7 separate regions of the Mus musculus genome follow, and all the other regions are linked to region 5. The links are chromatin contacts, called in public ChIA-PET, HiChIP or PLAC-seq and promoter capture Hi-C maps. All regions are on one chromosome and are shown on one strand. The core of a region is the stretch at or near the end of the contact, and the rest is flanking DNA. Distances in the headings are between cores, read along the strand shown.

Region 1 (4,001 bases), core at 887-3,386, 820 kb after region 5:
AGGTGTGGGTGATGGACTGCATGGGACAGGGAGAGTCCCCAGAGGCGGGGCCTCTGTCCACAGAGCCTCTCCTCAGCAAAGAGGGAAAGGAGCCAGTGGGAAATCCCAGGTTCCAGTTGTATCAGTGCCATGTGGCCTTCAGGTGCTCACTCTACCTCTCTGGTCCTGAATTTCCTCATCAAAGACTCTCCCAAGATAGGAGGCAGATGGAGGCCCTGGGCCCTATTAGTAGCTCCAGCTCTAGGCTGTTAGATCTGAGTAACAACCTCTGAGCTGCCAAGAGTCAGAGGGATAAGGGGACAAAAGACATGGGGTCTTATGAAGAGTGTGTCCCTGACATGGTGGCTGCAACAGATGGAGCAAGCACATGCACAGCTGGGGCCCTGCTCACATCTAACCTGTCTTTGCCAACCTCAGGACTTTTGCACATGCTGTGCCCCTGCAGGGAATTCACTTCCCCAAGCCTCCTCAGCCTGCCTCCACCTCCAGAGCGTCCCGGTCCACCTGTGCAAAGGTCCTGTGGTCAGCCCTCCCCAGCCCCACACCCACAGTCTCATGTCAGCACCACTGAGAATGCAAGAGAGACAACTACAGCTGGGTGCCTGGCAGGTAGCCTCATCCTTGGTGGTACTCACTTTGGTGTGGGACAGCTGGCATCCGGCTGGGTCCTGGGGTCCCAGCTCCTGGGAAATGTGTCTGAGCACAGCTGCAGCCAGCTGCCTACGGTAACAGGGCAGGAAGGTCCTCAGCATGCCATTCACCTGACCTGTAGTGAGAAAGGATCAGCAATGGGACCAGGACACCTGCCTGTCATCCCAGGACCAGCTGGCTCACTGGAGTAGCCAGAACTGGTGAGTGCCAGCATAGACCATGCCTCAGTGAATAAGGTGGAAAGCAGTCTTAGGACAGCTGATGTTAATCACTGGCAAGCACATGTACACACACAAAAGCCTTTCTTCCAAATATGTTGCTGCAAGCCGGGCGTGGTGGCGCACACCTTTAATCCCAGCACTCGGGAGGCAGAGGCAGGTGGATTTCTGAGTTCGAGGCCAGTCTGGTCTACAAAGTGAGTTTCAGGACAGCCAGAGCTATACAAAGAAACCCTGTCTCAAAAAAACAAAACCAAAAAACCAAATATGTTGCTGCATCTCAGGAGAATGAGGCCCAGAGAGGGCAATTTATTCACCCAGTGGCACACAGCAAATACAAGTGGTGGTCAATCCTGGGACTTGGAGAGATTACTCAGCAGCACATGCAGGGTTTTGCATGGGCTGTTCCCCTCCCCAAATGCTGTTCTCATACTCACTGTAACCACACACCCTCCTCCAGCCTGGTCTAGCCACCTCCCTTGGGGACATCCACCAAGTCCTGCTGGTCTAGACACTCTCCCAGGTCAAGGTGTGGGACAGGACAGGGAGCTGAAGCTCAGCCTGGCCTTGGCTAAGCCTTAGTCAAGTCCCAGTGTCCATGCAGACAGACTTCCCAGCCTCAGAGACCACCTGACCGTGCCCTTACCCCCAACCTCAGTGGGGCCCTAGCTTCCACTAACAAATCAAAAACTTCACATTTCACTTTGTTTTGTCTTGAGACAGAGTTGCATATAGCCCAGGCTGTCTTGGAACTCACTCTTTAGGCCAGTCTGGCCTCAAACTCCCAGAGATCTGCCTGCCTGTGCCTCCCAAGTGCTCGGATGGCAGGTGTGTAACACTGTATCCAGCTACTTGGATTTCATTTAAATCTGGAGCCCTCCAGAGCCAGGCAGGATGGAGTGTGCCTTTGATCTCTCTGAGTTCGAGGCCAGCCTGGTCTACAGAGTGAGCTCCAGGACAGCCATGGCTACGCAGAAAAACCCTGTCTCGAAAAACTGAACAAAAAAATCTGAAATCTTCCAACACAAGCCCACCCCTGACAAGACCAGAGACAGTTAAAATAATGAACCCTGTATTGGCACCAGGAGCACATGCCAGCATTGGCCTCGCATGCAATGGCAGCATGACTTGACCCTGACCTGTCTGCTTACCCTGAAGCTGCTGCCGCTGCCGTCTACCCAGGGGGCAGGAAGGCTGTGCCCCCATCCTGCCACCATACAGAGCTGTCCTGGGTCCCTCTGCTCAGGATACTGGATGGCAGCTGAGTGGCCCAAGTGCCAGGAGGGTACATATGGCCATCTGGTACCACTCTCCACCCCTCCTGTCTGCACCTGCCTCCTCCTGGCCTCAAGGGACAGGCTGGACCAAGACTGGTGGTTTCTGTCAGGGGTAGTGGGGACAGCCCCAGGGGAGACCCAGGGAGTGTGAGAAAAAAAACAACGCCCTGGCACAGATGGATGGGTGGGGCACATCTCTGCCATCCCAGCACTCAGAAAGCAGAGGCAGGGGGATGGGGAGTTTAGGCCATGGAGGCCAGCCTGGGCTACATGAAGTCCTATCTCTGAAAGCCAAAGGAATGGGTTGCTGACTGAACAAATGAATGAGCAAGGAGTAGGTTATCAGTATGGAGGGACACCACACACACACACACACACACACACACACACACACCCATCCCCATGTAGCCTGCTTCCTTACATGTAGGCACCTTCCTTTTCTTTTCCCTTTCCAGAGGCTGGAATGTGATGGCTGGAGTGTAAGTGGCCACCTTGAAGCATGAGGCAGGTCCTATGCATCAATGGCAAAGCAGTAAATTCCCCCTTGAGAAAGGGACACAGCGCTCACATGGGGTCCTCATGCCTATGTCCCTTTCCTTTCTCAGGGTGTCTCAGCCTCTGCTTGGCTGGTGCGTGGGTGGCACCTGCTCTTGTAGAAGTCCCCAGGATTTTCCACTGTGTCTTTTGCTGGCTTCTGCCCCAGCCTATCCTACTTCCTCTTTGCCACAGCTGAGGAGCCCTCAGGGACCAGACATCTAAAGAAAGTTCACATTTGTGGTTCTGGCCCCGCCCTTCTGGCCTACCTGCCAAGTCGGTTCTGGGAGGCTTCAATTCCTACCTCCTGCCTGGCTTGCATTACCTTGGTGAGGGGATGTTCCCTCAGACAAGCCCACCAGCCTCTCCAACTAGGTCCTTGGAACTGGCAGGGTCAGGACAATGATGCACCGACCCACTTCATGCTCCAAGCTGGCTGCTTATACTCCAGTCTCTGGACCCACATCCCAGTCTTTATAAGCGGCAAGAGAAAAAACTGTCTAAGGGAGAAAGCATCCCAAGAGTCACCCCAGACACTTCTCCCATCGGTAGGGGGCCCTGTGACAACATCAGGAGAACCTTATCAGGTAGCTCACCCTGCTCAAGGCTCCGAACAAGCTTGCAGGAGACAGTGCATCCTCAGGGGGCCATGAAGGCTCTGGCTGAGGCCCCAGGTGAACCCTTCTCTTCACCATGGCTAGAACACAAGCAGTCACTCGGGACCGCAAGGAGCCTGGTACCTGTGAGTTAGTTCTGACCCTTGGAGCAGAGAATGTGGCCAGACTTGGAACAGAGCATACACTGCCGGGCCAGAAGTCCAGGCCACGCTTCTCTGATCCGTGTGTATGCTCTGCTCTGTTGTCCCTCCCCCAACAAGAACCACAGAAACAATAGTTCCAGCAAAGCTGTTTAATCCGCAGCTAGTCCGCTCCCACAACACCCGAAGTGCCCACGGCGTGCATGGCGCACCCCCTACAATGTGGAATGCTTCTCGAAGGGCACAGACAGCAGCCGGGCAGCTGCCTCGTCCAGGAACCAGCAGAGGGCGCCCGTGCGCGGCTGCACCAAGGCGGCGGGCAACGTGCCCTCCTTGTCCTCCAGGATGCGCTGTGTGCGAGACCAGGACCTGCCTCAGAGGCCACGCAGAGCAAGTTGGGGCTCACACTGGTCTGTTCGGTCTGGGGACAGGGGACCCGGGACCCACGGAACCTTGCTCTGCGCTCCGCCTCGCACACCGTGGGATCCAAAGCTTCGAGGTGTGGAATTGGATTTGGTTTTTGTTTTTATTAGGAGGCAGGGCCTCATCTAGCACGGGCTGCCC
Region 2 (3,949 bases), core at 42-2,541, 750 kb after region 5:
ATTTGCCCTCTGGCCTCTTCATGTGCACCCCTCCCATGATAAGACAACAAAAGTAGGCATAGCAGCACACACTTTTGACCAGAAAACTCCAGAGGGGGAGGCAGAAGATTAGAAGGCCAAGGCCAAGAAGGGCAGTGGTGGCACACGTCTTTAATCCCAGCACTTGGGAGGCAGAGGCAGGTGGATTCTGAGTTGGAGGCCAGCCTGGTCTACAAAGTGAGTTCCAGGACAGCCAGGGCTACATAGAGAAACCCTGTCTCGAAAAAAGAAAGAGAGAGAGAGAGAAGTCCCAGGCCAGCGCATGAGACTGTATTTTAAAAAATAAAAAAATCTAGCTTGGCGGTGGTGGTGGTGCATGCCTTTAATCCCAGCACTCTGGAGTCAGAGGCATGTGAATCTCTGTGAGTTGGAAGCCAACCTGGGCTACAGAGTGAGTTCCAGGGCTACACAGAGAAACCCTGTCTCAAATCGAGAACTGAAGAAGTCATTAACCTATTACCAGAGGTGGTGGTACACAACTGTCATTATATGTTCAAGGTCAGACCCTGTCTCAAGAAACAAATTAGGGTGACCAACATGGCTTAGGGAGTAAAGACGCGCTTGCCACCTAGCCTGCTGGTCCCCAGGATCCACATGTTAGAAGGCGCGAACCCACTCCTCTGACCTCGGAACATGTGCAACGCACACACACGCAGAATAAAACAGATTAAAATGTTATAGAAGTGTACAAAAATAAAACCATCAACATTGTCTTCCCTGTTCTTTTGCTCCTGGGAAGGCTGCAGGAGGATTGCTATGAGTTTGGGGCTACATAGTGACTTCTAAGCCAGCAGGGCTACGGACGGAGAGCCATCCTCAAAATATAAGACATAAAACAACAAAGCGGACACGAATATTAAAGAAGTATGAGATTATACCAAATGGAAAGTTCAGGCCCTTTACTTCCCCACTCCTAGAACAGGGAGGGTGGGGTTGGGGAGCCCGCCGCGCATGCGCGCTGCTGAGCCGCCAATGCGGTGTCTAGGCAGCGCCCCGCTCCCGCTCCCGCGCCCGCACACCCGCGCCCTGAACCTGTGCCCCGCGCTCCTACCTGCAGCTGTGCCGAGGCAAAGGACAGCCGAGGCTGCGACAGGAAAGTCCCTGCTCCTTCCTGTGCGGCCCCTGAGCTTCCTGGCCGCCGTCATTTACGGAAAGTCAGGGCGCCCTGGGGGCGGGGCGGGGCGGGAAGCCCGGGGGAGACTAGAAACCTGTGCCGCAGGCCACCCTTCTGGGGTGGGAGCTGTGCAGAGACAGAAAGGCTGGGGTGCTGCTGGGGACCTGAGCTTACAGAGCACTCCCCGCCTCGGGCTCCTGTCTTTGCATGTCCTTGGAACAACCTGAGCCAGCCCGGGCAGGGACTTGCTGCGGCTAGAACACATTTCAGGCTTCAGTTTCCACTCCGCCTCCAACCTTTAACCTCCTAAAAGACACACTGCGTAATGTTTAAAAAAAAAAATTACGGGCGGAAAAAAACCAAACCTCTGGGCCTCCAGTCCTAATGAACTAAGAGGGGCCTTCTCCTGGGAAGCCCACCTGCTTGCTGGGCGTGCCCCCACTTCCTCTGAAAACCTCGCCTTTTATTCTGCTCAAAAGCTATGAGATGAGGCTTGCTAGAAGGCTGAGGAGTATACGCTATCGCCACACAAATCGACTTGAGTTCCATCACTGGAACCCACAGGTACAGCTTGGAGGATTCTGAAAAGAACTCCTAGGCCTCAGATGGTGATGGCAGGAGCCCGTTCTCCAGTCCTCCATCCCTGGCTATGCACCCTGGTGCCTCCGTTTACCCATCTGTTGCCAGTGGCAGTGTCTGCTGCATGGGGTAGAACTAAGAGTGATCCTGGGGGAGAGAACTGTGCAGCTGTGCTTCCCTAAAGCATGCCAAGTTCTGTTCTCAGATGCCCCTCCTGGTGGGTGCCTGGGACCCAGAGCATCCACAAGTCCTTTAACACCACACACAGCAGGTCAGGCCTCTGTCTGAGAGAGGATGACGTGAGGAAACAGATGCCAGGAATGGAAACGTGAAGAGATAGCAGGTGTGATGCAGACGATGAGGCAGAAGACTGGCAGAACAAACCAATATGTGCCACACAGCTCACTGGTGGAGCTCCTACCTAGAATCCCCCAGTGAGGGGCTGGGGACACGACTCAGGGGTGGAACATTTGCATAAGCACCAATACCTGAGATTTCATCCCAGTTGCCATGTAAAACAGCTGGATGGAGGTAGGAGTATGGCTGGGTTGTTACTGGCCACCAGCATAGCTCCTTCTCTGGCCCTACCCATGTAGGACACGAAGAAGACACCAACAGGCCATTGTAGCACATGTGTGACAATCCCACCACTCAGGAGGCCAAGGCAGGAGGATTGCTGCCAGTCTGAGCCAAGCCTGGTCCACATAGAAAGTTTCAGACCAGCTCAGACTATACAACTAAACCTTGTCTTACAAAATAAATTTTAAAAAAATTTTAAGAAAAGAAGAAAAAGGCAACTGTTGGGTTCTGTTACAAATAGTTCAAAGCACATGGAACATAGCAATATTTGTGAGAAGCAAGAAGCAGCAAAATAAGGGAATTAAATTTGGGGGGCAATAGGGAGCCTGCAGGGCCTGTCATCCTCCATTCTGTCCTGGAGTGGCCTCACCTCTGCCTTACTGCTGAAAGCTAATTAAAATTTTTTAAAAAGTGAAACGGGTACTCTTTTTTTTTTGGGGGGGGGGGTCGAGTCAGGGTTTCTCTGTATAGCCCTGGAACTCACTTTGTAGACCAGGCTGGCCTCGAACTCAGAAATCCACCTGTCTCTGCCTCCCAAATGCTGGGATTAAAGGCGTGCACCACCACACCCGGCGAAACAAGTACTCATAAGAATTGGAGCCCTTGGGCTGGAGAGATGGCTCAGTGGTTAAGAGCACCGACGGCTCTTCCGAAGGTCCTGAGTTCAAATCCCAGCAACCACATGGTGGCTCACAACCATCCATAATGAGACCTGATGCCCACTTCTGGTGCATCTGAAGACAGCTACAGTGTACTTAGATATAATAATAAGTAAATCTTTAAAAAAAAAAAAAAAGAATTGGAGCCCTTAGGATTCCCGAGTTTGTAGGTTTGGATTCAAAAACACAAAGTCATTTGTTATAATCCCTCTTTTGCAGATGGCAAAACTGAGGCACCAAGAGTTGGGAGATATGGGGGTGGAATATTGGGAATGGAACCTAGGACACTGTGCAATCCAGTCCCCCCAACACACATACACTGTGGTATCCTAGGCAGCGGTGTGTAGGGGTTGAGTAAGACTGTCCCCTATAGGCTCATCAGGAAGAGGCACCATTAGGAGGCATGGTCTTATTGGAGGAAGAGTCACTGGGGCTTTGTAGTTTCAAATGCTTAAACTAGGCTCAGAGTTTCTGTCTTCTTGCTGCCTGTCGATCCAGATGGAGAAATATCATGTCTGCCTGGGCACTTCCAGGTTTCCATGGTGATAGTGGGCTAAACCTCTGAAACTGTAAGACAGCCCCAACTAAATGTTTACTTTTGTAAGAGTTTCCTTGGTCAAGTTCTCTTCACAGCAATAGAAGACTAAGATAGGATAGGGTCTGCCCCTGAGTCATGTCCAGCCAGTCACAAAATATTCTGGGTAAGACCTGAATGAGGCTCCTGTCCCAAACACTCTGTGCTCTAGGAAACTTCTGCCTTGTTCTAGGACAGAGATAGCTGGAGGTCAACCTGGCCTTACATAGATTTTTGAGGCTTAACAGGAGGAGCCCAGTAGGTTGTATGGAGGACAGTGAGCATGGCAGTATTGAAAACAGGAGCCGGGCTGGAGAGATGGCTCAGCGGTTAAGAGCACCGACTGCTCTTCCGAAGGTCAGGAGTTCAAATCCCAGCAACCACATGGTGGCTCACAACCATCCG
Region 3 (4,298 bases), core at 932-3,431, 910 kb after region 5:
GAACTTAAGGCTATACACGGCCACTTGGAGGTTAGCCTGGGCTACATGAGACACACACACCCTTAAAGGGGACAAAAAGCTGCCCTCTGTAAACGGAATAAAATCAGATTGCAAGGCTGATGAAATGGCTCAGCGGTTAAGAGCACTGGCTGAGCCAGTCGTGGTGGCACACGCCTTTAATCCCAGCACTTGGGAGGCAGAGGCAGGCAGATTTCTGAGTTTGAGGCCAGCCTGGTCTACAGAGTGAGTTCCAGGACAGCCAGGACTACACAAAGAAACCCTGTCTCGGAAAAAAAAAAAAGCACTGGCTGCCCTTCTGAAAGTCCTGAGTTCAATTCCTAGCAACCACATGGTGGCTCACCACCATCTGTAACAGGATCTAGTGCCCTCTTCTGGCGTGTAGATACACGGAGACAGAGCACTCCTACATTACAAAAAAAATTTTTTAAAAAAAAAAAAAAGATTAAATTAAAAAATAAATAAAACAGATTGCAGGGCAGGCAGAAGGTTACTTTTCTAGGGTCACATGCTGGCCAGGTGGCATGCTAGACCCAACTCGAGGCCGAACGGTGGCCCCCACCTGTCTGGTCAACCTGGAGCCACAGCCCATTGGTCCCAGGGGCAGCCCCCAGCCTTGTCGCCCCCACCCCCCTGCTGGCCAGGAAGGGTCTACGAGTCAAGAATCACCGGGTGGTTGTAAAAGGCAAAGGTCACACAGGGTTTCCTGCCCGCCCTTGGGAACTTCCTCCCTTCCAACCCCACACCCGCCTGCTCAGCGCCACCTCTGTCTCATCCCTTCCCAAGCTCTTGGGCCCAGGCAGCCTTCCCCTGCTGGACTCTTTGGGGGATGGGGGGCGGTGGTAGCGGTGGTGGTGGTGGTGGTGGTGGTGGTGGTGGTGGTGGTGGTGGTGGTGGATAACAAGAAACGGAGTAAGCAGGTAAAGAACAAAGACTTCCAGAAGATTCTCCCAGTGCTTTGGGGGCTGGTGTACCCGCAATATCCTTTTATCTGTGACCCTGAAATCGTATACCTCTATCTGGGCATTGTTCCACAGAGACCCTAGAACCTCCACGTGGGACACCACCTACCAACAAAGCTTACTGCCACTTCCTGGGACCCTGAAATTACCGCAGGCCAGGGACATAAGCACACTTTTGTTATAGAGGGGGAAACTGGGGCAGATTGTGGCAGAGTTTGGAGGCCTCTCTCCGTTATCCCCACTCCAAGACCCTGCTTTTCTACTGCATACCGCTCGGATTGTTTTGTACTTTGGGAGGAGTCTAGGCAGGGGCTCTATTGCTAAGCCACACACTATTCCCAGAGCATGCGCAAGTGAGGGGGATATCTCTGAGTGCTGGTAGAATAATTGAGGGAAGTTGTGAGGTCTCTGTAGTCCTTATGTGCACTGTTTGTCCATCCTGGAAAACTCCTTGGAGCTCCTGGGTGGTGAACTCACACCCACAATCCTTTGCCTTGGACCCCAAACTCTACAGCTGGTGGGAGCTATCCCACGGTGACTGGTGTGTTTTGTGGGACATTATCAGTGGTTCCCCACGTTTAAATCCAGCCTGCCACAGAGTAAAAGCCTGGGCCACAGAGCCAGTCTCTCTCTCTCTCTCTCTCTCTCTCTCTCTCTCTCTCTCTCTCTCTTTTGTTTTGTTTTTTTGTTTTTCAAGACAGGGTTTCTCTGTATAGTCTTGGCTGTCCTGGAACTCACTTTGTAGACCAGGCTGGCCTCGAACTCAGAAATCCGCCTGTCTCTGCCTCCCAAGTGCTGGGATTAAAGGCGTGCGCCACCACCGCCCGGCCAGGGCTAGTCTCTTGTCTCACTTGTGCCTTAGTTTCCTCTGCGCCTAGCCACCGGACTGTTAGATAACACGTCCCGGGAGCAGAGGGCACTGTCTGGCCCATCTAAAGTGGGGTGTGTGGGGTTGGAGTGGGAGAGTGGCGGTGGTGGAAACTGAGGCCGGACCAGGCTGGGGAAGCCAGTTCAGTCACCCAGTGAGTGCCCCGCCCTCCACCTATCACAGCTGCCCAGACTGTCAGTCAGTTCCTCAACAGCCTGGGTGGGAGTGTTGTGATAACCCACAGTCCCCATTTCCTCCTGGCCAGGAAGGAGCCGGGCAGAGGAAGCATTAAGAGGAGTAATATAAACACTCCCCCCTGCCTGGCGCAGTTCAGATCTGGCCAGGCAGACAACGCCAGACAGTGCGCCCTGTGGACACTGCGCAAATGGGGCTCTCCATGGACCGCAGCCCATACGCCCGCACGGGGGACCAGCAGCGCGGCTGCTGGTACTACCTGCGCTATTTCTTCCTCTTCGTGTCGCTCATTCAGTTCCTCATCATCCTGGGCCTGGTCCTCTTCATGATCTATGGCAATGTGCACGCCACCACTGAGTCCAGCCTGCGCGCCACGGAGATCCGCGCCGACAGCCTGTACAGCCAGGTGGTTGGACTATCTGCCTCACAGGCTAACCTGAGCAAACAGCTGAACATCAGCTTGCTTGTCAAGGAAACAGTCATGCAGCAACTGTTGACTACGCGACGTGAGATGGAGCGCATCAACGCCAGCTTCCGCCAGTGCCAAGGCGACCTGGTAAGAGGCGGCATGTGTGCCCTGGGCTGCAGCCCTGGGTGCGCCCAAATGCTAAACTCCATGGGAAGAAATCTGGATTCCCTCCTCCCCACACACACTCCTTCATTTATTTAGAACATGACCTCATGTAGTTCAGGCTGGTGTAGAACTCACTGTGTAGCCAAGGATGGCCTTGGGCTCCTGACCCTCCTGCTTCCACCTCCAGGACTCTAGGATGACCAGCCAGTGGTCAAGCCTGGTGTAGTACATGCAACACCACTGAGCTACAGCCTTTCTCTCTCCCTAATCCCACCCCCAGCAGAGTATGACTGTATAACCCAGGATGGTTTTAAACTCACAACAGTTCTCTGCCTCAGTAGATTGAGTGCTGGGATAATAGGTGTGGGTCACCCCATGTACCTGATGAAGATCTTGTGACTGTGATTTCTCCATGGCAGACATCACCTGTCAAGGAAGAGTTTGCTGCAGGTGGCTTAGTTTTTACAATTAAATGTATTTATTACACACGCATATGTCTACCCGCATGCTGTAACCTGTGTGTGGGGATCAGAGGACAACCTTCCACCGTGTGGAAGACTTGACTCAAGTTTTGTCAGCCTTAGCAGCAATTGTCTTTACCCACTGAACTGCCTTGCAGGCCTGATCACTCAATTAATTAATAATTAATCTATCTATTTCTTGACGCAGGGTCTCACTATAGCTCTGGCTGTCCTGGAACTCATAGAAATCTGCCTGCCTCTGCCTCCTAAGTGCTGGAATTAAAGGTGTGCACCACTATGCTGGGCTCTCTGATCTTTCAATTTAATAACAAAATCTCTCTTGGGATAAACCAGAAATTCATAATTTTATGGCTAGGCCCCTGGAGTGGAAGGAACTCTCTGGGTGAATGTGGGGGTGGGAACACATGCAGACCCTAGCATTGTCTGTCTGCAGTTGGCGTTTAGCTGGGTCCTGGGCATTCACAACAGGTCCTGCTGCTGTCAGTGCCTGCCCTGTGCCTGCTTAAGGCAGCTTCACAGAGATGGTAAACAGACTCAGAGGGCTAGGGTCTCCCTCTGTGTGACAAGGGTGAGCAGAGCTTGGGGCCAGCTCAGAGCTCAGCCCTTGCCCAGCATGGGTGAAGCTCTGTGCTCCAGGCCCATTAGCGAGCAGGGTTGAGCATGTACATCACTCTAATGCTTTCGAGCTAAAGCAGCAAGAGCTGCTTCAAGTCTACCCTGGGGTACATAGACATTTGTCAGAGAGGGGGTGGGGTGGGGGGGCACTTGTCTTTGAATACTGTGTGGTAGGAGATAGGAAGGAGCCCACTGTGACCTGGGACAGTTACAGAACTGAGGTCCTGGAGATAGCTGTCCCCACACAGTCCCAGTACGATGTTACACACATCCGACTGTGTTCACCCAAGACACCTCCACACTGCCACAAGGAGAACAAGAGGCTGCAGGCTGAGGCAGCTTCTGACCCAACAGCAGGGGTGCTGGCAGGCACTAAATTAGGGGTGAAGCAAGGATCTCCCCTGGAGAGGACAGGGTCCTAGGCTGCCTGAGGATAGAGGTGGCCTCCTCTCTCAGATCACTACCACAGACCCAGCCTCCTCCCTCAGACACTAGGACAGGACTGTGCTCCTCCCTCAGACTAGCCTGACAGGGAAGGCACCCCGAAGCCCAGGCTTCTCCTCAGGCAGAGCTGCCCAGGGCTT
Region 4 (3,822 bases), core at 212-2,711, 960 kb after region 5:
AGAGACCACCCTTGTTTCCATTCTGGAGCAGGGTATCTCTGAACACTCACCTGCCACTCAATAGGGCCACCGATCTGCAGGCCTGGCACCCAAAGCACCGGGCTAGGAAAGCCATATCCAGCGGCGGGTCAATGGTCCGGTCGTCCGGGTCAATGCCAGTTCCTACACTCTGGGCTCCTTGACAATGCCTTCTGGGAAATGTAGTTCTTGTTGCCGCGGGGCCTTCCGGGAGCTGTAGTTCCACACCTGCAGGTGACGATAGTGGGGTGGGGGTTGGGGGATGTCTGTCCTCAGTGGCATGTAGTTCTCCAAAATGACCAGGAGAGGGCGAACGAATGTAAACTCCTGCGTGTGCGTATGACATTCTGTCCCCCTGGCCTTCTGGGAGTTGTAGTTCTTCGCCTCGGCCACTGGTAGAGGGCGCCCCAGAGTGGTGGTGACGACTCTGGCAGCAGTCTGGAGAACTGGCTGCTGGCCTTTTCACCCGCCCTCATTGAAGACGGGCAGCTGGCACGCAGCGGGCTGGCAGCTTCTTGGCGCCCGCAGCCAAGACTTCTCTTGGCGCGCGGCCCGGATGTCCTTGAGTTCCAGCTCTTCATAATCTCGAAAACTCGTGCGTTGTGAATTTGCTCTGGTTAGTTTAATCCTTCAGGCTGGCCTGGGGGAATTTTCTTCCCGCAGCTCAGATCTGGACTCCTGTTCACACACCTTCCATAGCTCTCCACTGTTTAAAGAAGATGTCCAGACAGCCGTGCCAGCAGCCACAGGAAGCCGTACACACCAGCATTTCTGAAGTTCATGGTCCTTACCATGAACTAAATGGTAAAATGGCTAGTTGTGCCTACAAATAATTGAGGCGATGTGTTGAGTACTTATTGTATGTAGAAGGTGTGTAGAAGGGATGGCGACAAGTGTTTGGGCTGCACCTTGAGCCCATGAGCGAACAGCGCGCCAGGGTGGGAAGGTTAGCCTGGGGCTCAGTCTTGGTGTAGCAGAGACCCCATCACTAGGATGCAATTCCCATTCGCTAGTTCTGCAGCAGCTCTGACACTTCTGACACAGCCTCTGGTTCAAATGCCTGCCTTGATGTTTTGTCTGTTTCCCGACCTGAAAGTGTAGAGATTTGGAAGTGTGCAGAACGAGAAGGTCAAGAGACAGAGGGCATACCGCCTTGCGGGAGGCAGAAGCTGGCTGAGGAGACCCTGTCCCAGACAGAGCACATCCACCACACCCCCAAGCTACTCGCTGTCCCTCGACTGCAAGCCCTTCTCGGTCCAGGCTCTAGCCCATCCCTCCCTCATTCCCCCCAAACTCTTCACAGGGGTGGGGCTGCTGCTTGCAGACCGCGCGCTGATCCTGGGAAGAGAAGCCTCTGGTTGGACGGTTATCTAGGCCAGACGGCTCGCCGCTGCCATAGGCCGAGATGCCTGCCCATCTGCTCCAGGCCCCGCCCACGCTGGGTGGGACTTACAGGGCCGGTTTGCTACGCGGCTGCGGGATGCCCCTGCGTTGACCGTCCGGGCCCGCGCCTGTCCGCGCTAATGCGGCCAACCCCGCACCACCATGTAAGCGGCACCTGCAGGTGGACGCTGGCTTCTCCGCCCGGGACCCCTGCGTCCTGCCTCGGGCCCCGGGCCCCTCGATGACCTCAGGTGAGCTGGCTCTGTTCCCCGAGAGAGGAGTCACCAGGCTGCCAGGCCTCCACTGAGGGGTGGGGGGTGTCGCTGCCGGGGGTGGATAACCGCCAAGCTCCGCATTCGTACTGCTAGGATGCTGCGGAACCCCGGTAGCCTTGACCCCACCGCGGGGGTGACGAACTCCAGGGAAAAGCGGGTCGGGCTGGGAAACAGGACTGGCGCTGCGCTTTAGAGAAGCCGCCACAGTCGGGGTTCCACAGCCTTAGAAATGAGGAGCAAGGCCTGCTTTCCCCTCAAGTGCATCCGGGGCTATCACGAGCGGGGTATTTAATGACCATCACTCCAGCGGCGCCCAGGCCGTGATGGAAAAACGAAGCTGGCCCCATCCCTATGCCTCAGACAATGGGGGTGTGCTGCTCCGGTATCCCCTGGAGTTATGTAACCGCCTGTGGTTGTCATGGACACCGGGGGGGGTGGCCAAGGGAACCGGATGGAGGCCCAGAGCCCCCAGTCAGGTTCTGCCTTTATCTTCCTGGCTGCCACTAGGGTTGTGTACCCTTTGAACACAGGATGCTGAGGGCAGCAACCTCCATCAGTTCTCGATACTGTGCAAGTCAGCTCTAGCTCTCTTCTGAACCTGGAGCCGGATACAACCCGAGTTCTAGTGGCCAACATCCTTCCCCCGCCTCATTCGTCACTAGTCAGATTAACACTAGAGGCCTGAGCTAAGAACTTTGACATTTTAGAATAAGAGCCAGGCTTTATGGGCTGTCATCTCACCACCCAGGAGCTTGGGCACAAGGTTGAGGCCAGCATGGACTACAGAATGAAACCCCGTGTAAAAGGTTGGCAGTGATCGGGGTTCACACTAGTCATTCTAGTACTGGCAGAGGTGGAGGCAGGAGGATTGCAAGGAGTTTGAGACCAGTGTACAGCCCAGGACGACAGAATGAGACCTTGTTTCAAAAACAAACCAATGGCATCATGTTGATGCACATCTGTCACCCCAACACTTGGGAAGGTAGAGGCAGGAGGACTGTGGGAGTTCGAGGTTCCCTTTGGTCTTAGGAACACCTGTATGCTCAACCTGCTACAACTCCGGAGGTGGAAGGCAGAGCAAGGTCAGTCTGGGCAGCATGAGGATTTCCAAGCCAGCCTGGGCTACATGAGTTTCTTTCTCAAAAGTAAGCATGCAAACCAGCTTGCATCCATGCTTGCATAAATCAGTGTGTGGATGAATTTGTACATAAAGATACGGATTTGTGAATAAATGATAAACTCCAGCTGGTGGGGCAAGGGTCTCCTTGCAATGGGCTCTTGCTTTAATGTTTTCTCCTTCTGGAAGCCCCCCTCCCCCATGCTCTCTTCAGTATTGTACTAAGGGACACCCTGAGAACTTGTCTGGCATTGGGGTGTCTGGGGAAACCTGGAAGGGGCTTCCAGGTCCTGCTTACCCGATGCAAGACCAGAGCCACCAACACTGAGCTAGCCACTGTTCCTCTCTCCAGAACACACCATGCTGACTGGGGTGACAGATGGCTTTTTCTGCTGCCTGCTGGGGACTCCCCCTAACGCCGTGCGGCCACTGGAGAGTGTCGAGTCCAGTGACGGCTACACATTCGTGGAGGTCAAGCCAGGCCGGGTGCTGCGGGTAAAGCATGCGGGGCCCGCGCCCATCCCCACGCCGCCACCACCACCTCCTGAAGATGATCCAGGGGTCAAGACGGGCCTTGTGCGCTGCCAGCGCCGTATCACAGTGTACCGCAACGGGAGGCTGGTGGTGGAGAACCTGGGCCGAGCGCCTCGTGCCGACCTGCAAGGCCGCAGTGGCTCCGGGGACCCGCCTGCTGCACTCGAGGTTGAGCTGGCTGAGCCCGCAGGAGGAGACACCCGGGCCAACCCAGGCAGCGGGCGACGGCGCCGCCCACGGCGTCCGAAGAGGACCATCCACATCGACTGTGAGCAGCGCATCACCAGCTGCAAGGGTGCGCAGGCTGATGTGGTGCTGTTCTTCATTCACGGAGTCGGTGGCTCACTCGCCATCTGGAAGGAGCAGCTAGACTTCTTTGTGCGACTCGGCTATGAGGTGGTGGCACCTGACCTGGCGGGCCATGGAGCCAGCTCTGCGCCGCAGGTGGCAGCTGCCTACACCTTTTACGCATTGGCAGAGGATATGAGGGCCATC
Region 5 (3,889 bases), core at 743-3,242:
TACATGGCTATATTTCCTTAATCCACCCCCCTCCCCTTTTTTTAAGATAATGTTTCACCATGTAGTTCTGGCTAGCTTATAGCTCCTTATGTAGACCAGGTTGCCTACAAACACATGAGATCTGACTCTGCCTCCTTGAGGGCTGAGATTAAAGGCATGTGTTACCACACCTAGCTGGAAAAGTTTTTAAAATTTTTATGGGCTAGAGAGATGAGTCTGTGATTAAGGGCACTTGCTGCTTTCTCAGAGGATCTCCGTTCAATTCTCAATACCTACATCAGGCACTGGACAACCACTGATGCCCTCTTCTGGCCTCTGCAGGTGTCTGCACTTATGTACACAAACACACATACACAGAGCTTTTAAAACAAAGATTTGTGTTATGTGTATGGTGAGGCAGCTGGTCACACAGCATCCATTGTCCTGGCCTCCAGCACATGGAACAAGTGTGTGTGTGTGTGTGGGGGGGTCTTCCTTCCTCAGCTTAGTCTAGAAATTCACAGTTGTAACCCAGAGCTTTGTCTCCTATATGATTCTAGATCCTGTGCAGCTGGCAATCAGGATCAGTCACAACTACCTCAAGAAATCAAACACAGTGGGACTGAGTGTGGCGGTATATGTGTACCATGTTTCCCAGCACCTGTGTAGTGGTTTGAATGAGGATGTCCTAAGGGGCAGCAAGATAGCTCAGTGGGTAAAGATGCTTGCGGCCAAGGCTAACAACCTGAGTCCTATCTCTGTGACTCATGGTGGAAGGGGCCATCCAACACACAAATCTTTTAAGATGTAAGTTAAAATGTAACTTAAAAAAAAAAAAAAAGACAAAGAAATACCAGAGTAGGGGCTGGTGAGATGGCTCAGTGGGTAAGAGCACCCGACTGCTCTTCTGAAGGTTCGGAGTTCAAATCCCAGCAACCACATGGTGGCTCACAACCATCCTTAACAAGATCTGACTCCCTCTTCTGGATTGTCTGAAGATAGCTACAGTGTACTTACATATAATAAATAAATGAATCTTTAAAAAAAAAAAAAAAAAGAAATACCAGAGTAGCTGAAGATATAGTTAGTTGGTTAAGGGTGCTTGTTGCTTTTCCAGAGGACCCTAGTTCTGTTCCCACTCATATCGGGGGTTGGGGGCTCATAAGTGCTTTTAACTCCAGCTCAATGGCATCTAATAAACTCTTCTCTCTTGGGCAGGCATTGGCACGAGCACAGCAGGCATATACACATAAAAAAACAACAAAAAACACCAGATGTCAGGCTACACCCACATCTGCAAGCAATCAGAACCCAAATCTGTTTAACAAGCATACTGAGTGGTACTAACACTGCATATGGCCCAAGTTAGACTTGAGCACCATGGTACTTTGTTGTGTGCCACTGTCTCCATTTCCCCGGGAAAAGTTCAGCAAACCCTAGGCATTAGTAGAGGCTACTAGAGTGGAGAAGTTAAGACGGTGCCTGGGTTTAGCCAAGCTCCGATTCACAGACCCAGACTGGAAAGTGCAGGGAGCTGGAGTGCAGCGGTCTGGAAGGGAGCCCTACCTATCCCTTGGGTTCCCTGCCTCACAGGAGCCTCCAAAGCCAGGGGCTCGGTTTGCCCACTCCAATCAGGAGATGCACACGAGGCCCTCCCCACCCCCACAGACCGACTAGCCCGCCCACTCTCGGCCCACTAAACTTACGAGGCTCCGAACCTTCTAGTCACGCTGTGCTTTAGGCTAGGCTCTCTAAATCACCCGGTACGGCCAACTCTGGTAAGGCTATGCGACAGAGCCTTCCCCATAAAGGCTCCGCCTCCAGCCAGAACTGCCCCGCCCTCTCCACTGTGATCGAGGCTCCGCCCTCTTACTGCAAAACTTCTCACGGGAGGACTTGGATTCCCTTCTGCGCACGTGTACTCTGGTCCTGTGGCCTGTCCTTGCGCTGGCTGTGCTGCGCGCGCATCGCATCCCTCCTTCGTACTAGTGCGCAGGCACGGCCCCGCCCCCGTTCCTTCGGCGCTCCGGAGGCCGAGTCCGCACGAAGATGGCGGCGCCGCTTGTACCCCTCTCGCAGCAGGTATGGTGCTGGGGTGCGCCGTGGGGCGGTGCGGACGGTGGTTGCCGCGAGAAAGATAAGTCGTCGCGGAAGCGCGGCTCCAGGGGACCGCGGAGGCGCGCGCTGAAGGCTCAGAGGCTGAGTGGCGGGGGCCGGGCGGTTCTGAAGGTGACAGGCCGGAGCGGCCCGCATACTCTTGCGCCGGGCGACCCCCGAGCGGCTGCGAAGAGGTGATGGGGCGCGGCCGCTGCGTATGTCTGCTCCGTCTGGGGCCTGGCCAGGTTAAGGGACGGGGGGGGGTTTGGGGGGTGGGCGCTGTTGTTCGAGCCGCGTCGCGCTTCGTCCCCGCGGAGGCGAGCGAGAGCGGTGGGCCCGCCGCCAGTCTTTGTCTCCCGCGGGGTCGGGCGTCGGGGCGGGTGGTGTCCCATACTGGAGTCGCAAGGGGAACCGGGACACGCCCGCTTCGCCTCTGGCCGCCCAGCCCTCCTTCCCCCGAGATCCGCTTCCGCTGCTCTGTGCGGTGCGAAAAGCGCGGATCCTACGCCCCCAACGGTATGCACCAGTCTTCGTCCTCAGGGTCGCTGGATGGTTTTCTTGAACGTATCAAATGCTACAGGGACGTACAGAATAGCAGTGAGAAGGCCATTGTGCTTCTAGCGGAAAACATTCATTCATTCTTCAGCCACTTTCTAACGTGCTTGGGATCAGGTGCTTGGGAGCTCAGCAGTCTCTCACTGACAAAGTCTCTAGTTCCAGGTGACATCCATAAGAATTAGAAAGTATTCCTGTCCTGCTAATTTGCCAAATTACCCGTTTGTTCCACACAGCATATTATATGCACTTTGCTAGAATCGTCTTTCGCAGGGTCATGGTTACCAGGAGGAAGCATTTTATATTCAGATCTCGGCTCCAACTCTGGAAGAGTGTCCTTGAAGCAGGCTTCTTAACCTCAGCATATCAATTACCTCATTTGGAAAATAGAGATGTAAAATGCATTAGCAGAAAACTGTGGAAAGCACATTTTGCCTAACACATTGGAAGCTCTTTTGTTACCCGTCAATAAATTCGGGTGTTTGGGACTAAGACAAGAGCAAGTATGAATGCCAAAGCTGGTAAGAACTGCTTGGCAGGCTGATGCACCCAGGTCACCTGGTCTGAAGGAGAGGGCAATACAGGGTGGTTAAGTCCTGGAAGGACCAGCCACCAGCAGCCTTGACACTATATTAACATGTGGAGACCAGTAGATATTAATTAACATGCTCTTACAGCACCTGTGATTGTCTTCTGAAAATGGTTAAGGACTAGACAGATAGTAGGGAGTGTATTGAGGATAGGTGTGTATTGAGTTAGAGCCTTGCTATGTCACCCAGGCTGGCTTCCAATTCCTGGACTCTCTGCATCCTCGTGCTCCAGGCTTCCAAGTGGGATGACAGAGGACCAGCTGTGGGTGTTCACCTCTCTCTTGACAGGTTCTCACTGGCCTGTAGTTCCTCAATTAGGCCAGCCTGGAAAGTCAGCAAGGCCAGGGAGCCTCCTGTCCCTTCTTCTCCAGCACAAGTGCCGTGCATCCTGTAGCACTTCTGTGTGAGCTAGCTCTGGGGAGAGAATTTGGATCCTCGAGCTTTTAGGGCAAGCATGTTACTAACTCAGCTGGCTTCAGTCCAGTCATTACCTCTGACTTTTTTTGAGGGAGGGTTTTTCAAATTTCCTAATTTTGACATTAGTCATAATTTGGATTTTTAAAAATTTGGGCCATAGTAGTAGCTGATAGTTATTGAGTACATGGGAGTTGGATACATGCTGTCAATTTTTTCTCAAACACCAGAATATCAAGGAAGCGGTTCCTGGC
Region 6 (3,904 bases), core at 595-3,094, 880 kb after region 5:
CCTACCTCTGCCTCCCAAGTGCTGGCATGTGCCACCACTGCCCGGTGCTATTTTCTATCATGTGCATATATTTGTGTTTATCAGACAATCTCATGTAGCCCAGGCTGGCCTCAAGATGTAGCCGAGGAGGACCCTGAATGCCCAATATTGCCTCAACCTCTTGACTCTGTTGGTGTGGTGCTGGGGATGGAGCCAGGCTTTATGCACACTGGGTAAGAACTCTGCTAACTCTGCTAATGCTCCAGCCCTGGCTTTTTTTTTTTTTTTTTTTTTTTTTTTTTTTTTTTGGCTGTCCTGGAACTCACTCTGTAGACCAGGCTGGCCGAGACCTCAGAAATCTGCCTGCCTCTGCCTCCCAAGTGCTGGGATGGAATTCATCACATAGCCGAAAATGGCTCTGAATTGGAAGCAATCCTCTTGCCTCAGCCTCTCAAGTACTGGGATGAAGAACAGCAGTCTCCACACTTTGCAGATTACAAGGGGCTGGTCACAACGGCTCAGTCCCACGAATCCATGGGACTGAAGCTCTGGCCAGCTGAGGCTACACATTGAGACCCTGTCCCCCCAAACCAATTAAACACTAAGTCAAGAGACAGCTGCAAAAGGAGGATAGGAGAATTTGTGGACGCCTCCTCTGTCTGCACACTGACCTGACCCTCTGCACGGCAGCCTGCCAGCGGTCACTAAAGACACCGAGAGAACCAAGCACCATCGGGGAGGCGGGCAGCTGGGTCAGGCAGGGGAGAAGGGAGAGGGGAGGCTGAGCTATGCAGAGAACAGGGGAAGCCAGTTCCAGGTGGACTCGCAGTGCAAGAGCCTGGAAAGGAAAAGAGAATGGCCAGGAGGACTCACTCCGCCACAGAAGCAGAGGACAAGCAGCAGGGACCAGTGGCAGTGAGGAAGAGGGTGGGTATGCCAAAGACATCTGGGGTGGTTGTTGTTTGTTTAGGGGCGGGGTTTCATGTAGTGACAGGTATGCCCCACTATGCTCAAATTCTTAGGAAGAGCTGAGGCAAGGTCTCATTCTGTAGCCCAGGCTGGATACAAAGCTGCCTCAGCCTGAATGCTAAGACAGGTATGTGTCAACTATTTAATTCTGGAGTAGTGGGTTGAGATAAAGGCCTCACTCTGTAGCCTAGGCTGGCCTTGAACTCGCCACCATCCTCCTGCCTCAGCTTCCGGAGCTCTGCATTTACAGGTTGTGCCTTCCTGCTCAGCTAAGTCCTATTCCAAACATACACTAGCAGCCGTTCCCTGTGCCTGCCGCTCTCCCGTGCCCACGGATCTTACTGATATCCTGAGGGTCGTTGACTGCAGAGAAGCCTGACGGCAGTGGGCCCTTGTCCATCACGATCTGCATGTCCACTACCACATTGTCCTGAGGGTTCTGGGAGCACGAGAGGGGGCAGGTGGAAGGGGGCAGTCAGAGGGGAGGGGAAAGGTCAACGGTATGAGCAGTAAGGGTGGGAGAGAGTTGGAGAAGGGTCGAGGATGGCAGGGCGAGGGGCGGGGCAAACTCAGGCTCAGGCCACCCGTGCTCACCTCCGGGATGCCCAGCGTGCTCAGGCACAGGAAGTAGCCGGCTTTCTGCGCGAAGCCTCGGCCGAAGCTGGCCGTCCCGCCCTCCACGGTGCAGGTGATCTGCGGGACGCACAGGTCATCGGACTTCGTCCCCTTCCTGGCCCGTCCCCGCAACCCTTGCGCGCTCCCACTTACCGCGCTGAAACCCGGCGGCGGCGGCGCCGAGGCCGACGACCAAACCAAGCCAGCAAGCGGCGCCGAGTCCGTCCCGGGATCCATCCTTCCTGGGAGCTCAGAAGGCAGCTACAGCCCTCGGAGGGACCGGAACCTCGGACTACAACTCCCAGAACACCTTTGAAAGTGCTCCGCAAAGCAGCTAGTACGCATGCGCAAGCACTGCTGACCAGTCCAAAGTAACCGTGGAGACCCGCCCTCTGGACGCTTAAGATACGTTTGCGGAAAAAAGATTAGAACTCCCGCCCCTAAATCACTACCCAGTGTGCGGAGGGGGCGTTCACTTTCCGGACGGGACTACATTCCCCAGAATGCTGTGCGGCATCACCCTGTGACTCCTGCCTTCTGCAAGGAAACTTAACTGGTCTGGAGAGGAGGCCTGGTAGATATAGCCTGTCATTTCAGGGACTTAAAGAGGCGCATACAAGATGGTGAAAAAACCATACGAGATAGTTAGACTGATAACCAGTCTAATTAAGCCAATTAAAACTAAACGAGTAGCCGGGCATGGTGGCGCACGCCTTTAATCCCAACACTTGGGAGGCAGAGGCAGGCAGATTTCTGAGTTCAAGGCCAGCCTGGTCTACAGAGTGAGTTCCAGGACAGCCAAGGCTACACAGAGAAACCCTGTCTCGAAAACACCAAAAACACCAAACAAACAAACAAACAAACAAAAAAACCTACACGAGTCCTTTAATAATAGCCACATGTAGAGTAGCCAGAGCTTAGGGGTACAGCATTTTTAAAAGCAAAACACTTAAGAACCACAATTGTATCATTATCAGGGTCTTGAGTAACCTTGTAACATCCGTCTTTTTTGCAGAGATTGCAGTATTTTCCAGACACAAGACAATTATTTATGATTTACACTTCCTGTAGTTATTTTAGGTTTAGGTTTTAGCTAACACAAACATTGTCGTTAATACATCTAGACATGGTCAGGGACAAGGATAGTCCCCAGACTGTTGCCAAGACAGGTGTGGCTATTAGTGCGTGGGAGACTGAGAGTGTCTAGGCAGACACAAGTCAGTCAGAACAAGAAAGTGATGCCTTAATCATTTCTATTGCAGGAATTCGAGGTCTACCTGGGCTACAGGATACCCTGCTTTAAACAAACAGACAACAAACAAACCCCAACAAAACAAAAAAAATACTTTAAATACTAGCAAAAAGGAAATGAACCAAAAAAAGAAAAAAATAGAGTAGAAAGAAGAAGTTTGAAACACTTTCTGTTCTAGGATTTTGACCAAAGAGATCATTGTGGCTATGCAGCTGTTGACTTAAATAACAAATAATATCGCCCTGGAGGCCAGTTCACTAGCAAGCTAGGGGTTTCGTTGTTGTTCTGGTTATTTTTGTTTGTTTTGGTCGGTTGGTTTTTGAGGCAGGGTCTCTCAGGTAGCCCTGGATAGCCTAGAACTCACTATGTAGACTAGGCTAGCCTGCAACTCACAGAGATCTACCTGCCTCTGTAAGCTTTATGGTTCTTTTAGAGTGAGGGACCCTCTTTCCTATGGGCCTGCAGGTGGAATGTGGAGCTTCCACCCACGAGTACTACTTTAGCACTCCCCTGCAGGGTCCGACCCACACCCTGGGGTATATTCTCATTTATGTATTTGTTACTATTTTTAAATTTTGTTTTGATTCTTTGTGAATCTCACATCATACACCCTAATCCTGGGGTTCTGAGTTTTGCCCAACCCCACAGTTGGGATGTGAAAATTTTTCTTGGGCAGGTGGAATACAGAGATGCTAGACTGCGTTTGCCCTGAGCTGCTATCCGATGCTGGGCTGGAGGGAAGCAACAATACACTGCTCTGGGGGTGGGAAATCACAGTGTAGGATGTAGGAGGCCAAAGTTGGGTCCCCTGACTCCTGGGAATCCAGTCTCCTCTGGAATCAGCATGGAATCAGCAATGAAGGGGGCCCTCGGGCTTTTGGGGAGGGAAGGCAGGGCCAGAGGTTCTCACACTGCTGGACACCCAGACACTATTGGAAGTCACAGAGGAGCAGAGAATAGAGTGTCCGGGTCCATGTTCCTGTGATGAAGAGCTCAGCTCATTGGCAAAAGTCCTTAGCTTAGCAGCAGTTGTCTGGAAGCACAAGGAGTCCTTCTGTGGGAGACTTAGAAGACACAGCTCTGTAAACA
Region 7 (4,128 bases), core at 1,054-3,553, 700 kb after region 5:
AGAAGGTTTTTTTGTTTTGTTTTGTTTTGTTTTGATGTATGTGAGTACACTGTAGCTGTCTTCAGACTCACCAAAAGAGGGCATCAGACCTCATTACAGATGGTTGTGAGCCACCATGTGGTTGCTGGGAATTGAACTCAGGACCTCTGGAAGAACAGTCAGTGCTCTTAACCACTGAACCATCTCTCCAGCCCGCAGAATTTTTCAATGTAGGAGCCCAGGCTAGCCTCTGAAGTGCTGGGATCCAAGCAGGAAGTACTATGGCAGTCAGTGGTTCGCTCCGCAGGTTTTATACCCTTGGGAGGACATCCCACACCTGACCCGTTCCTTTCAAGGCTCTAGTGCAAAGTATTTTATTGTGATGAACATAAAGTAATGGGGTGGGAATATTGCAATCACTGGCTGTCGTTCATCACCGAAGGAAGTAGGGATAGAAACTCACACGGGGCAGGAACCTGAAGGCAGGAGCTGGTGCTGAGGCCACGGAGGGGAGCTGCTTACTGGTTTGTTCCCTGTGGATTTCTCAGCCTGCTTTCTTACAGAATCCAGGACCACCACCCCAGGGATGACCACCCACAATGGGCTATACTGCCCCCATCAATATCTAATTAAGAAAATGCCTCACAGCTGTATCTCATGAAGCTTTATCTCAACTGAGGCTCCTTCCTCTCTAGATGACTCTAGCTTGTGTCATGTTGACACACGGTCATCAAATAGTCACCAGTTGAGATATGTGTATAAATGGTACACACACACACACAATTACAATCACACTTTTCCTCCTGATAGTCCACATTCGGGGAAACTTTCTCCCATTTCCTGTGTCCTCATCACGGAGATACGACTGAGTCATGTCGAGAATGAGGGCTGCTATGGGGGTGCACACCCCTGAAAGGGCCTGGGAAGTCTTGAGTTCTAGACCAGCACCTGCCTAGAACCAGTCAATGACAGGTGACAGTGATCACAGGTCAAAACCTGTTCCATCCGACTCTGATGGCTTTGCTTCAGCCCCTGGAACCCACCCTACTCCAGCTCTGGACACAGCAATGGCATGCATGCACACATCCACACACATATGGGGAGGAGAGAGAGGGAGGAAGGAAGGGAGGGAGGGAGGGAGGGAGGGAGAGAGAGAGAGAGAGAGAGATGCTTTTCTTACCATTCTCAAATCCCAGAACCCAAAGGTGACTCGAGGGCTCTTGGGCCAACAAAAGGACATGTGAAAAATGTGAACAGCATGGAGAATGGAGAGCGGGCTATCTTACCAATTGTGGCAGATGGTCACCAGTCAGCTGGGTGTGGGGCCTATCTAAATGTTTAATCTTTATTGTTTGAATTGATGCATAAATTGATTAATTGATTCATTGGTAGTGTGCACATGCCACAGGTTAGAGGATACTTTTCAGGACTCTCTCAAAAAATCCAGGCTTTGCTACAAGCATCTTTGCCCACTGAGCCATCTCACCGGCCCTGAAGCTAGTATTTAGCTATGTATGGTTGCCATCAGAACCCGGCATCATTTGGGGCAGAGCTGCAGTAGATGGTTCAAGTAAGAAGTGGGGCAGCCTCAGTCTGGGATGGACCTGGATTTGATTCCCACCACAGGAAAATGCCCAAACTGAGGTGTCTGGGGTCCAAGGCTGCAGGGGCATGTACTGGAGATGAAGGGCACTTAGCTTTCTGGTTGTGCCCAGGCCAGTGGTCCCACTTCCTTGGAGGTGCTTCTGGGGCAGGGAGAGAGATGGCTCAGTAGTCCTGAGGATCATCATGCTGCCATGTGACCCTGAACAAGAAACGGAGCCCAGGCCGGGGAGTTAAGTCTCTCGAAGTTGTCATATGGGAGTGGAGTGGACATGTGGCTCTTGCTTAATGCTGGGGCAGCCTGGCTTCATCACCAGCACACAGCCTGAATAAATAAATGGCATGTCACATGAATGGATAGACCAGAGTTGCTATATGACCTCCAAAGCAACTCCTAGCCATGTTCCTTGATTCCTTTGTTTGTAAAATGAGGCTCAATATTAAATGTCACCTAATTCACAGCCTCGGAGGGGTTCTCCAAAGAGCCATGTATGCAGTAGGTACTTAATAAAAGCTATCCCCTCTTTCCCTCCCAGTCTCCCGAGAGACTTGACAGGTGCAGAGATCAAGGAGCTTCTCCTGTCACTTTAAAATATGCAAATAGCCTGCGGATGAATTTCCAGGCTCAGCCAACCAGTGCAGGGTTTATGAAGCACCGCGGGGCGGAGCTCCTCCTGACCACACCCATGGCGGGGCCAGCAGCGCGCTCCGCAGCGCGCGGGGAGGGCGGGGCGCGGGTCTGGAGCGCGCAGGTAGCGCCGCGAGAGGCGGTGAGTGTCCCCGGCGCGGGGCTCCGGTGCGGGGTGCGGGGTGCAGGACGCGGGGGCGGGGTGCGGGGCGGGGACGCAGCCTCCATCCTGACCCGGCCCGAGCGCAGGTGCCGTCTGCAGAAGGCGGGGCGCCACTCTATGGCATCTCTCAATCCTGGGCTGGGAGGCTGAGACCCCCCCCAGGACCCCCAATCCCTCTTCCGGGTCTCTAGCCTGGCCCTAAGCTGGGGGCCGCCTCCCTCGCTGCCCCTCTTCCTCGCCTGGGAACGAGGGTCTCCTCCTTTCCTTTGCACCCGCTCTAGGGTTGGTAGGCTGGTGGGGGTTCTGTAGGGCGAGTGTGGTGGAATTGCGGGGTATCTGGAGTATGGAGCGCGGGATCCCCTCCCGGGGGAACGGGGCCTGGAGAGGCCTGGAGCCTGCACCAGGGACTCCCGCGCCCTGTTAGGGGGGCAGCCGGCATCTGCTCCAAGGGACAGAATTAGTCTAGGTGAATGAGGATGGGGTGCAGAGAAGGTCGGGGATGGCCGCCCCTCCACTTGCCCTCAGCGTCGCAGGACCTGCTTCATGGTGACCTTGGGCAGGTGACAGCACCTCCCTGATCCTTAGTCTCCTCCTCAGAATATAGAGGTTGAGGAAGCCAGACTATCTGTCTCAAATTCCCAACACCTGTGCCCCATTTTCTCCAGATGGGGACCACAATCTTTAGTCAAATGTTAGGGCACTCTGGTTTTGGCACTTTAAAAGGGGTTGAGCCTGGTGTGGTCATTACAATCCTCTGGTGGCTGAGGCTGGAAGATCTGCAGCTTGAGGCCAGCCTGGGCTACATTCACAGACTCTGCCTCATTAAAAAAGCATAAACAAAACAAACCATGATTTTGATTGATGGATACAGTCTAGCCTGGGGCGGAGCAGCGAGACCTAAGGCCAGCAGAGGACAGTTTCTATCTGACCATAAGATGGACGGGCCTCCAATCAAGACCCAGACTTTGTCACTGTGGTCCCACCCATGTGGCTGCCCAGGTCACACCCTGACCCACATACCATCACCTACAATAGGGTTCCTAGGCTGGTTCCTGGGCGGGGTCCCAAGTGGAAGGTCAGGTCTTAGTCCCTGCCTCTTGCAGGATAGTAGGGTGAGTCCCAGGCAGGAAGCCTGACACCCCCAAATTTGTGTGCCCAGACTGGACTTAAACTGAGCCTTCTGTGAAGTGGACTGAAAGTCTGTAGGAAGATCAGAGGTGGTTGTGGGAGTGACAGCGCGCCGTAAACACCCACTCCTATGATAGTAATTATGATATTGCATTCATTAAATGGGGTCACAGCCAAGGAGGCAGTGAGATGTCTTTGAAGGGTGTGACCAGTGTCACTAGCACCCCAAGGACTTGGGTACACAGTGGTGCTCAAAGTATGTGTGACAAATGAAATGACTCAGTGGAAGGCTTGCACAGTGGCCTCAGTTTCCCTGTAGATTTCTGGCTGGTGTGGGAGGGGAGGCAGTGAGGGTCACACTAGGGATCAATGGCTGTGGGCACAGCCAGCCTGTATCCAACCCCCAGAGTGCAGCTCTGGTCTAGTCTTGCCTGGCTCAGTTCCCTGGTGCTGTTCACCCACCTAAGCCTCAGGTTTTGGGGACTCGGTGTCAGGAGATGGGGTGCTTGCTCTGTGCCTCTGAGCAGTGTCTGTCCCTGGACCTTATTCTAGTATTGTAGAGCCCAGAAAGCCCCAGGTTACATTAGGTAAACTGTCTTAGGCTAAAACATTTTCAGAGGCCTCTATT

The links. Promoter capture Hi-C pulls out the DNA fragments that hold promoters and counts their contacts. ChIA-PET counts read pairs in DNA pulled down with a chosen protein or histone mark. HiChIP or PLAC-seq counts read pairs in DNA pulled down with a chosen protein or histone mark. Capture Hi-C pulls out chosen DNA fragments and counts their contacts.
Region 1: a contact with region 5 is called in an H3K4me3 HiChIP or PLAC-seq map of embryonic hindbrain, with 5 times the contacts expected there. The contact joins the promoter of Niban3 here to the promoter of Eps15l1 in region 5. A contact is called at or near these places in 3 of 115 datasets of contacts at active chromatin or transcription factors (embryonic hindbrain, pancreatic cancer cells and pro-B cells).
Region 2: a promoter capture Hi-C map of liver shows a contact between it and region 5, with 2.7 times the contacts expected there. The contact joins the promoter of Jak3 here to the promoter of Eps15l1 in region 5. A contact is called at or near these places in 1 of 484 Hi-C or Micro-C datasets (myocytes), 2 of 115 datasets of contacts at active chromatin or transcription factors (pancreatic cancer cells and pro-B cells) and 1 of 9 other capture datasets (liver).
Region 3: a contact with region 5 is called in an H3K4me3 HiChIP or PLAC-seq map of pro-B cells, with 4 times the contacts expected there. The contact joins the promoter of Plvap here to the promoter of Eps15l1 in region 5. A contact is called at or near these places in 2 of 115 datasets of contacts at active chromatin or transcription factors (pancreatic cancer cells and pro-B cells).
Region 4: a contact with region 5 is called in a promoter capture Hi-C map of erythroid cells, with 8 times the contacts expected there. The contact joins the promoter of Abhd8 here to the promoter of Eps15l1 in region 5. A contact is called at or near these places in 2 of 39 promoter capture datasets (erythroid cells and neural stem cells), 2 of 484 Hi-C or Micro-C datasets (CD4 T cells and uterus) and 2 of 115 datasets of contacts at active chromatin or transcription factors (pancreatic cancer cells and pro-B cells).
Region 6: a promoter capture Hi-C map of liver shows a contact between it and region 5, with 3 times the contacts expected there. The contact joins the promoter of Mvb12a here to the promoter of Eps15l1 in region 5. A contact is called at or near these places in 1 of 484 Hi-C or Micro-C datasets (CD4 T cells) and 2 of 9 other capture datasets (adipose tissue and liver).
Region 7: an RNA polymerase II ChIA-PET map of memory CD8 T cells shows a contact between it and region 5, with 20 read pairs. The contact joins the promoter of Fcho1 here to the promoter of Eps15l1 in region 5. A contact is called at or near these places in 1 of 39 promoter capture datasets (the C10 cell line), 1 of 484 Hi-C or Micro-C datasets (the G1E-ER4 cell line), 5 of 115 datasets of contacts at active chromatin or transcription factors (astrocytes, large pre-B cells, memory CD8 T cells and 2 more) and 1 of 9 other capture datasets (liver).

Annotation. Positions count from the first base shown.
Region 1 is chr8:71,595,843-71,599,843 of GRCm38.p6, reverse strand. It overlaps Niban3 (niban apoptosis regulator 3), which reads right to left and starts at 2,136. Exons shown (of 15, transcript NM_001384129.1): 1 at 2,021-2,136; 2 at 636-766. The coding sequence starts at 2,075. It overlaps Pgls (6-phosphogluconolactonase), which reads right to left. Exons shown (of 5, transcript NM_025396.3): 5 at 3,577-3,787. The coding sequence ends at 3,653.
Region 2 is chr8:71,673,725-71,677,673 of GRCm38.p6, reverse strand. It overlaps Jak3 (Janus kinase 3), which reads right to left and starts at 1,291. Exons shown (of 25, transcript NM_010589.6): 1 at 1,091-1,291.
Region 3 is chr8:71,509,652-71,513,949 of GRCm38.p6, reverse strand. It overlaps Plvap (plasmalemma vesicle associated protein), which reads left to right and starts at 2,181. Exons shown (of 6, transcript NM_032398.2): 1 at 2,181-2,599. The coding sequence starts at 2,234.
Region 4 is chr8:71,461,296-71,465,117 of GRCm38.p6, reverse strand. It overlaps Abhd8 (abhydrolase domain containing 8), which reads left to right and starts at 1,461. Exons shown (of 5, transcript NM_022419.3): 1 at 1,461-1,652; 2 at 3,146-3,822. The coding sequence starts at 1,643. It overlaps Mrpl34 (mitochondrial ribosomal protein L34), which reads right to left and starts at 192. Exons shown (of 2, transcript NM_053162.2): 1 at 51-192. The coding sequence starts at 115.
Region 5 is chr8:72,419,577-72,423,465 of GRCm38.p6, reverse strand. It overlaps Eps15l1 (epidermal growth factor receptor pathway substrate 15-like 1), which reads left to right and starts at 1,992. Exons shown (of 24, transcript NM_007944.3): 1 at 1,992-2,061. The coding sequence starts at 2,029. Gm46043 (a long non-coding RNA gene) reads right to left here. Exons shown (of 3, transcript XR_001778581.2): 1 at 1,686-3,889.
Region 6 is chr8:71,540,870-71,544,773 of GRCm38.p6, reverse strand. Mvb12a (multivesicular body subunit 12A) reads right to left here and starts at 1,844. Exons shown (of 9, transcript NM_028617.2): 1 at 1,717-1,844; 2 at 1,543-1,641; 3 at 1,291-1,387. The coding sequence starts at 1,800.
Region 7 is chr8:71,723,856-71,727,983 of GRCm38.p6, reverse strand. It overlaps Fcho1 (FCH domain only 1), which reads left to right and starts at 2,303. Exons shown (of 28, transcript NM_028715.3): 1 at 2,303-2,351.